Regions from separate parts of the Zea mays genome. Here region 2 is linked to region 1. A link is a contact called in public Hi-C data. All regions are on one chromosome and are shown on one strand. Each heading gives the region's core, a stretch centred on a gene start, on an enhancer-like site or on the middle of the called end of the contact. The rest is flanking DNA. Distances are from core to core; before and after follow the strand shown. Region 1 holds the start of LOC100273265 (Calcium-dependent lipid-binding (CaLB domain) family protein). Region 2 has its middle 46 kb from the start of LOC103645223.

Region 1 (4,998 bases), core at 654-3,153:
GATCAGCTTTTATCCGTTTGCAACAGAACATGCCCTCAATGGGTCAAGTGATAGGAGAGGGTTAACTCAATCAATCTCTAGATTAAATCCCTCCCTTGATTTTACCCCTAGCTATGAACCGAATATAGCCTTAGTGGCAGGAGCGGAGGACGCATGCATCCTGGTCCACTTACATCCTAACCTGGCCCAACTCGAACATAGCAGGCCCAATCAAGGTGCTTCCACAGACAAATTCGAACACTCTTCTTATATCAAAAAGAAGAAAAAGGAAGAGAGAATAAGAAATAGATCCATAAAGTGTTTCTAGAATTCGTGGTAGTGTGCGTGTAGCGTCGCAGTCGTACCTACAGGCTGCAGCAGCTGACAATGAGTATTGAAAATGTGGCCACCTTCGTTCGTGCATCCAAAAACACCCCAATCACCCAGTAGCAGCTGAACCACTGTTTCATTTGCATTATTGCTGTGCTTTGCTTTGTTTCGCTTTTGTGAAAGCTAGCTCTCAGTTGAGGCGTCGAGTGTTTCGTTAAGCTTCAAAGCATTGAACGCTCGATTGTTTGACCGTCTTCCACGCTTCGGATTAAAGGCATCTCTTCGAAGGTATAGAAGTTGTAGAACTCAATCAAATAGGCTATCGTTGACTGCCATGGATCTTCTTAGCAAGGGTACGGCCTTGCCGCTTCACTGACATCTTTTTCTTTTCTTTTCTGTTCATACTGCAAAAAATATATATAGGCGCCCACGTACGACATGGAAAGCAAGATACGGTTCGAATTGGACAATCAAACCAAGTACTCGATCAAATGGTTGGCGATTAACATATATTGCCATGGTTCAAGTTTTGATTTTTTTTCTCGACTGGGGTGATCTCACTTATTATTTGAATACATTTGAGCTACTCGACTTCGACTTGTTGCCTGGATTTCGGTTCCGTATGCATGATCATGATCTCCTCTCCGACCTGCTTCATTCTAGTAATCGTCATCGTAATCTCCGTCGCCGAACGTCTCCTCCTCCACCCTCTCGGCGACGCGATCCTCGAACTTGTCCTCCACGTAGCTCGCCCCTTCCGCCAGCGCGAGGCCGCCCAGCAGCCCCGCCGCGGCGCCCACGGCCAGCCCCGTCCCCATCCCCATCTTGCTGCTCTTCTGCTGCTGGGCAGGTAGTGGAGCAGCCTCAGCGCCGTACGCCGTCGGAGCAGCAGCTCCGTAGCCATAACCACCGCCGTAGGGAGGAGGAGCGTCGGCCGGGTACCCCACCGGCGGCGCGGCGTACGGCGGCTGTCCGCCGTACGCCGGCGGCGCCGCGTAGTACGGGTCGCGGGCGGCGCCGGGGTTCCCGTACGCGGGCGCCGGGTACGGGTTCGGGTCGTAGTAGCGCGGCGGCGGCGCGGCCTCGCGGACGGCGACGCGGGCCTCGAGCCGGCCCTGCGGGCGGCCCGAGGGCCGCTTCAGCCTGAGCGTGCGCGAGACCCTGGCGCCGCCGACGCCGCCGGCGTCATCGAGGACGTCGCGGAGCGGGAGGCGCGCGGAGCCCACGAGCGGCTTGACGGCGTCGGCGTCGTCGCCGGCGGCGTGGACGACGTCGATGTGGAGGACGGCGTCGCCCAGGCGCGCGGCGGAGGCGGGCGGGACGGGGACCACCACCTTCTCGTCCCACACGGGGTCCTCGCCGTTGTCGGGGTCGACGCGGGTGGAGCACTTGGGCCCGTCGTCCACCCACAGCACGGCGTAGGGCCGGAGGTCGCCGTTGCGCCAGTTGACGTTCTTCAGGTTGCTCGCCGACCCCACCGTCACCTCCACCTCGTAGCGGGAGCCCATGGCGGCTCCTTTTGGGTTGCCTTTGCCTGTGGTGGCGGGGATGGATTGGATGAGATGGGAGGACACTCAAGAGAGAAGGATCGCTGATGGTGAGCGAGTGGGAGGATGCCAACGGGAGGGAAGGTATAAATAGTGTGGCGGGAGATGTGGGGTGGGGCTCACCTGTCAGCTGGGGAGGTGGCGGCTGGCCTTGTTGGGACGGACGGACGGACGGTTGCGACGCTGACGATGCTTGACTAGAAAAGGATGGCTGGCTCGCTGCTCATCGGTTTCTTCTCTGGACGTTGCATTTGAACGGACAACTGCATGGGAGTCTATTTCTTCTTTCTTTCCTCCCTAAATACTGCCATAAATAAATATAAATATATATTTTCTTAGCGGCTAAGTTCATTGACTATCCCAAAAAAATGGCTGTACTTTACTCCATACACGCCTTAGATGATATTCTGCTTGGTTAGAGGAGCTTCCCAGCAAATAACTCCTGAAAATCAGTTTTAATGGACATCTAAAAAATTAGTGTGGGTAGATTTTAAACATTTCTCTAATAGATCTTTTAAAACGACAGATTGTTTCTGTGGAATCCAAAAAAACACATTTATAGCTACAAATGAGAGCTTTAAGTGCTATGAAAAAGTTAGGAGCACTTTACAGAAACTGTTGGAGACAATTTTTTGTGTTTTTTCAAAAAAAACTTGATTTGAAAGAATTATGGGGAACTCTTGGAGATGTTCTTACTAAACAGGGCCTCTACCTGACTACCTCAGTCACACTCCTCCAATCAAGGATGTTTGCCGGTATGTGTGGATAGGACAATCTATTCTCCTAAAGACTCCTCCAATCACCGGCTTAGTACAGCATCACGCGAAAACCAGAGTCAAGGGACATAGGGATTATGATCTAGCCTGCTATTGGACAGGAGTAGCACTCATGCTTTATGCTCTCCGGATCCAGTGCTGATGCTTCCACTGGCCAGTGGCCACTACCGAAGATCAGAGAGATGCCGTGAGGCATGGCGGTGGCGGCCACCACACGCCCACACGGTTTCGACGCGCAAGCTTTCTCCTTTTTCCGCTGGTGGGCAGGACCGCTGGAGTACCATGCACACACCATCATCATCACGACTCACGAAACCTTTCGTTTCCGCCGCCCCCATCTCATCCAATTCCTACCCCACCACCAGAGGTCCAATCGGTTTCGGCATGTAGCTCCGATCCCCAACCAATGCTGTCAATTCACTTCACATGCCTGACTCTGTGCATCTACAGTTCAACAAAATCTACCAATAATAAATATTTTGTTAGAAAACTTAAGAAACCAAAAGAAATACGGTGCCAACAAACCAGCCAAAAAGAACACTTGCTCCTACTTGCTGGAGTGTGCTAGAAGAACCTGGCATGACTGGAAAGCTCCAAACTTTTCCAGCTTTGTCGAAGCCAAGGGTTCCACAGGACCGACTGATAACCAAACCGCGAGTTCGAGAGAGAAACAGAGACAGAGAGCAGCCGTCGTGCTTCAGATGTTTTCTGCCCCACAGCGGTCCGCTGAGCGGAGAACGTAAAAAAAAAAAAACAGCAGTTCCATTCCAACAGACGAGCGCGCATGCATGCTCCAAAGCCCCCCACAAAGCGGGCATCATCACACTTATATTTTATCAGTTCATGCAAATTCGGCCCGCCTGTTTATTATCTCTACTTGTCATTTTACCAACAAAAGAGAGATTCAGTTAAGCACTCCCACTCGCAATTCCTCGGAACTGCCCAAGCTAATCCGCCAAGCTTTTTGAAGCAATCTCGAACACGTTTTCGGAGAGCCCATTGGCCGACACGATCATCTCCAGCTGGGCCTGTGCCATAAATGAAGCAAGGTGTTAGTGTTACTACTATTGCACTATCTTCTTCTTTCTTTTCTGAAAAAAAAAATGCTCGATCAATTGGACTCTACAAAGACTGCAGACGAACACGTCACCTTAGCAAGAGCTTGTCTGGTCTTGTCGTACCGCCTCCACCGAGAAAATGCTGAAACCATGCGGGAGGCCACCTGATTTCACACCCAGGAACAAACCGCATTAGCTAATAATAGTAATTCTCCTAACACTTGAGCGTGGCCCAGACTACAGGAGAACAAGTTCTTGACATTAACCTGAGGGTTTATCTTGTCAAGCTGCAAAACGATCTCACCCAAGAACTTGTACCCAGAACCATCTTTCGCGTGGAAGTTCACAGGTGAGCCACAGAATCCCCCGATTAGTGAGTACACCTGAGTTTTTTTTAGCAAATCTTAGTCAGGTGCTCAAGGTCCACATGAAAATTTAAGCACATGGCACCACCAACCTTGTTGGGATTCCTCAGGTCGAAAGCAGGGTGAGACAGCAGCTTCTGAACATTTGCAACATTTCCAGGAATCTCTGAAGTAGCTTGAAGAGCAAACCACTTGCTTACAACCTATCAGAGCAAAATAAACAACAGGCATCCACTTAATTTGTGTGCTACATTTTTTTTCTCCAAGAACTTGCGTGCTATATTAGTTCATAAAAACATTTATCAGTAACAGATAAAGTATAAGCAGTCATGTATCTTACCAAGTATTCATGCTGCCACTTGTTATAGAAATCCAAGAGGGCATCATCACGAACTTGGCCTGGATTTTGGGATAATGCTGCTAATGCAGCAAACTGCTCTGTCATGTTAGTCGCAGACTTGTACTCATGCAGTGCAAGCTCAACGAAATCTGGCTCATTCAATGACGCAAGGTATGCTACAAGGAACATCAGAAAACTTGCATTAGGTGATAATTCTCTAGAACGTGATTCCTCAGTTGGAGTGCAATAAGTTTGCCAAAGAAAAACATACCAAGGCATGTATTTTTTAATGCACGGCGAGCCATACTATCATGGTTAAATGTGTAAGCCTCAGAACTCCTGTTGCTTTTCACCTAACAAAAAGTTAAAATGAAAAGCTGATGCATGGGGGAACAAGAATAACACAAACAAATACAACGTCCTTCCCAGATAACAGGTCTTCTAGATTTGTGCTATGTCCAAACTACTTTAAGTTTGACCAAGTTTATAAAGAATGTTGTCAGTATCTTATGACACCAAATAGGTATACTATATGAAAAATATGTTCCATGATGAATCTAACGGTACTTATTTGGTAATATGAGTATCGGTATTTTTTTTTTA
Region 2 (4,998 bases), core at 1,008-3,507, 420 kb before region 1:
GGGTGGCGGGGACGACCGGAGCGCTCCTCTTCTGCCGCGGGGAGATGTTATCGTAGAGCTCGCCGCCGCCGGGCGAGTCGAAGACCGTCGTTGTCGTCACGCCGCGGGGGGAGGAGTACCATGTCGTAGCTGCCGTCGAGGGACATGAACTCGAGACTCCCGAAGCGGAGCACCATCCCGGGCTGGAGAGGTTGCTGAAGACTCCCCATCTGGATCTCAATGGGAAGGTGTTCGTTAACACACAGCAGGCCGCTACCTGGCGCGCCAACTGTCGGCGTCTCGGACCCGGGGGGGGGGGGGTCCCTTGGACCGACCAGTGAAATCGCTGCGTGTCCCTGCCCAGATGGGTTGGCGCGGGATGAAAGACAAGAGGTGGGACAAGCCTTGTATTATCCTGCACCAGGGGTGCCGCTCGCAGTAGGGGTTACAAGCGCGTCGCGTGAGAGAGAGAGGGACACAGAGCTCGTCCGTCGCTTCCCTCGCGCGAACCCCCCTCAGGGTGGCCCTGGATCTCCCTTTTATAGAGGCAAGGAGAGAGTCCAGACGTACAACGGGGGGCGTAGCTATGCGCTAACGCGTCCGGCAGTGGAGTGCCTAAGCCCTGTCTACATGCCAACGTGGCTGTCGGGGGAGAGCTTGGGCCCTGTACATGTGATGGCGTGGCCGCCAGAGGAGCGCCTGAGTCCTGTAGGAGCACAGCTGGCGGCGCGGCGAGGATCCTGCTGACGTCTCCTTGCTGTCGTAAGGGGCTGAGAGCCACCGGCGTCATGGCGCACGCGGGGCACCATCATTACCCGTCGCCGGGGTAAGCCGGATGGGACGTCGATCTTGTTCTTCCTAGCCTGAGCAGGCTAGGAATAGGGAAATGTTGTATCCCCTGTTAGCGCGGTCGGTCCGAGCCTAGGGTCGGTCGAGGCGGAGACTTCTCTTGAGGCCGAGGCCGGGGTCGGGCGAGGACGCGATTCCTCCTGAGACCGGGGTCGAGGCCGAGTCCGGGGGTCGGGCGAGGCGGAGACCTCCTCCCGAGGCCGGAGCCTGAGGTCGGGCGAGGCGGAGACCTCCTCCCGAAGCCGAAGCATGAGGTCGGGCGAGGCGGAGCTTCCTGTTGCGCCCGAGGCTAAACTCGGTGGTTGATCGTGACTTGTTGTCAGTCGTTGCCGGGGTGGCTGACACGGCAGTCGGAGCGGAGCGAGCGGCGCTGTTTTCCTGTCATATCAGACAGTAAAGAAGAGGGGCGAAGTGACTGCGGTCACTTCGGCCTGGCCGACTGAGGCGCGTGTGTCAGGATACGGCGTCAGGCATCCCCTGCATTTAATGTGGATGCGAAGCGGTCGGTTGGTGAGGTGGTCTGGCCAAGGTTGCTTCACAACGAAGCCTGCCCGAGCCGGGCCTTGGGTGTGCCGAGGGGGCGCCCGCTGCCTGAGGAGGCCCTCGGGCGAGGCGTGAACTCGTCTGGGACTACTGTTCCAACCCGAGGCTGGGCTCGGGTGAGATCGCGTCCCTCGGGTAGACGAAGTCTTGGCTTGAACCGCACCCGTCAGTGGGTCTGAGGGTGTTTACCAGCCATGATTAGGAGCGTTGGGGTACCCCTAATTATGGTACCCGACAAGCGTTGTCTTACATACAATTTCATAACGTTGTTAGTCTTAGGTGTTTTCCTTCCTGTCCAATTAGGAAGTAACAACCCATGTTACTTGATGACATATAATGACAGTGGAACAGTAGAACCCTAATGCTTTATAGGAGTAGAGACTAATAATACTGTATATCGGATCCTATATATGCATGTGGCTTCACATCAGATGATTTCCTTGCCAAAAGATCAGAGCTAATAAATAAATACTTCCCGTTCTTTTTTATTTATCGCATCTTAGTCTAACGTTAAATTAGTAGACGACAAATATTTGAAAATGGATAGGAGGTAGTATAATAATAGCACCTAGCAGATCCCTGAGGTGACCTGAAACTTTCAGTTGATCCTTGATCAACTTACCTGATGGCTCGGATCGCTTCATCGATTGGTTGATTGGCGATGCGATCCATAGGCGTGTGCGTCTGTCTCTCCTCCCCATTAACACGGGCACGGCAACACCTACTACTCTCTTCTCTTGGCATATTATGAAATAAAACAACTAGAAAAAAGAACTTGTTTTGCTGGAGTTGCTGCTGGCTCGCGGACCCAGTAAATAATGAGGCCTGGGCTCCTGTCAGGCCCATCGCAAGTTCCAGCCCATCTGACGGCTGCCTCTTCCCTCTTTAGCTCTAGAACTTCGTTTGCGTACGGATAGGCCTACTAGCAGCATGCTTTGCAATTATACTATTCAGGTGTTTGGCACCACTCGACTTCAATAAAAAAAAAAACTCTACTTCATGAACTTTAAAGTTGCATATTTCTTAGAAGTGTTTGGCTTGCATACCAACTTCAGCTTTACTAAAATAAAATTTTGTTTAGAAGTATCCCTTGTACCTTTAAATGATATATGTAACTGTTTTGCTTACATGTTTTTATAAAACCTTAATTAAAAAAAGTAACAGTACACTATATAATAATAATAATAATAATAATAATAATAATGTTTATACGACATACTAATACTATAATCCACAATTCTTATGAACATTATAAAATAGTATCATTACAAATATGGGACACAATAAACTACTACTTGTTGCTGCTCTACGAGAATAACGTTTGTGAAGCACCCTTTTTGCCGCTTTATGAATAAACTACTACTTGTCTCGGTCTTTGGCTTGATGTTTTCGAAACCGAACAGGTTTTTTAAAAGTAAAGTAGTCCCAAACACTCCCTTATTTTTATTTTGCAAATGTAGTTGGCCCGCTTGGTAATTAGGCCAGTGCAATACGGGTTGGTACCAACTCTGACGTGGTGACTCAGGCGGTCGGTACCGACCGAGACAATCGCAACACGGGTTGGCTCGGTTGACCGATCGATTGGGCTGCCGACAGACAGGTCTGAACGATACTGGTCACATTGGAACTCACGTGGTCAGATCCAACCGACGCGTTGGGCCACAATTTTGTGGGATAGAAATCACTGGTCCGCACAGCGTGGATTAAAGTTCATGGACCGTTAAAGGCCTGAATGGGCCATAAAATTAAACGCACGGGTTGGCCGACTAACTCAGACCTGAGAACTATAGAAGCCTTGCTTGAGTACCAAGGCACTGCAGCGATCGTTGCAGACGAGGCCGAAGCAGTATTCTATGTCGTACGTAAGTCGGAACAAGATCACCATGCATGCAGCGTCATCCGCGAACCAGAACAAAATTCCGTATGTGTAGATAGCGATAAGTGTAAACATGTAAAGCATGATCTCGTCACCTATATAAGGTGGGATAGGCACGCCTACTAAATGATTCCTCACCCCCATAGTCTAAACCAGTATTCTATCTTGTAACCTCAAACTCACATCAATATCATATTCACAGAGCACATGACGTAGGGTATTACACGGTGACTCGAACCTGTATAAACCCTCATGTTCCATCATGCTGCGCATGAACCATCAAGTTGTAGTCGATCTCGCCAAACCACAAAAAGCACTACATGGTATACCCCATAGTGTGTTACCGGTACTAAACATCGACAGCTGGCGCACGAGGTAGGGGAGGCGACATCAACATCAGTTAGCTCCATGGCCATCATATTCACCGACGCCGTCAACTTCATAGTTGGTGAGATGTTTCATTTTGGATCGATCTCTTCTATTGCTGATCAAAGTGGAACTCTGCACCGCATCGCTGATGCGGAGAAAAAGTCCAAGGGACAGATGGTTGTTGCCTCGATCCGATAGGGCCATTTACTTAAGTCCACAATAGCTCCAGCGACGACTACAACTACGCCACAACCAAAGGCTGCGTCACCATGAACTGCATCGACTCATCTCTGGTTTCAAGCGTCCAAGACAATAATCAAACTACACCGGATCATCACCTCATCACCCGATCATAGATCTATGTCAACACCTCCGCCCTAGACGAGAACCATGACATCTTCGATGTGGCACACTCCACTCTCTACTTCCCCGACTCGGATCTAGACTCAGATCAGTCGGAGGAGAAGGGAGCACCAATCAGAAAATCACCCTCCACTAAAGGACCGCTAGGACCTCCAACATGCACATCTCCAGCCACATCGTCCAGAAGTCAACAAGAAGGAAGGAGACCCTCTGGCCGGGCTCTAATTGGGGCTCACCACCACCACCACCCAAAGAAGGATGCACGGCTAGATGGTGGAGCTCCATCGACATCTAAGACACAGTGTCTCGCATGAACTCGTGCTCATGCGAGACATATCGCTCCAAGACTCTGGAGTCACTTAAGACTAGGCTAACATCTGCCGCGGTCACTAAGCCTATGGCCACGATCACCTAGCATGTGATGCCAGAATCACTCCACTTCCCCAATATCCTCATCATCAATGGTGGTGTGGAGGACAACTTTGTCTTTGACGACAAACCTGTGGAGGCAGGAGAAGACCCACAACAGTGCTGTGAAGCATCTAGGCCCCTAAGTGATGTTTTAGTAATTAATGACAACCATTTGTGGACTAACGAATTCTTGGAGAAATAAGAATGTAGGTTTGACCACTGGGAGAAGAGCTTTATTGAAAGTCTTGGAGACCTAAAAGCGTTGGTCGTGGAATCGATGAAGGCAAGGTATAACTTAGGATTTTACTTTTGCAGGCCACAAGGTGTTTAGAGAAGAAAAATGACTGGATTAGTAGGCTAGATAACTGTTTTAAGAGAAAAAGCATGTTTGGAAAGTGGGCTAATAGTTTGTGTCACGAACCATCCATGATCTACTCAGAGAGGTCCGAAGAGTTGGTCCAAACAGTTTGTACTAACTGTCTAGGCCATGTGGCCGGACCCTACACATTCCTGACCAAAGAAGTATCCGAATAGCACAAGTCCTTGAGTAGTTGTGCGGACCATCCAACTGGGGTCAAGGGACCATCCACAAGTGCCAAAATGGAATT

Evidence for each region. Hi-C and Micro-C count contacts between places; a contact is called where the count stands out from the background.
Region 2: a Hi-C map of ear shows a contact between it and region 1, with 2.8 times the contacts expected there. The contact joins the enhancer-like site here to the promoter of LOC100273265 in region 1. A contact is called at or near these places in 2 of 25 Hi-C or Micro-C datasets (ear and tassel).

Annotation. Positions count from the first base shown.
Region 1 is chr1:207,277,416-207,282,413 of Zm-B73-REFERENCE-NAM-5.0, reverse strand. It overlaps LOC100273265 (Calcium-dependent lipid-binding (CaLB domain) family protein), which reads right to left and starts at 1,903. Exons shown (of 1, transcript NM_001147706.1): 1 at 794-1,903. The coding sequence starts at 1,817. The coding sequence ends at 969. It overlaps LOC100280242, which reads right to left. Exons shown (of 33, transcript NM_001153171.1): 28 at 4,667-4,748; 29 at 4,396-4,571; 30 at 4,148-4,258; 31 at 3,957-4,073; 32 at 3,783-3,854; 33 at 3,423-3,660. The coding sequence ends at 3,580.
Region 2 is chr1:207,692,845-207,697,842 of Zm-B73-REFERENCE-NAM-5.0, reverse strand. No RefSeq gene overlaps it. Among protein-coding and RNA genes, the nearest start is that of LOC103645223, 46 kb to the left of the region's middle. Within about 2 kb of position 2,257, at least 17 of the 20 cell types and tissues checked have an H3K27ac peak or open chromatin away from gene starts, as enhancers often do. A contact at or near this core is called in ear and tassel, where this site is marked.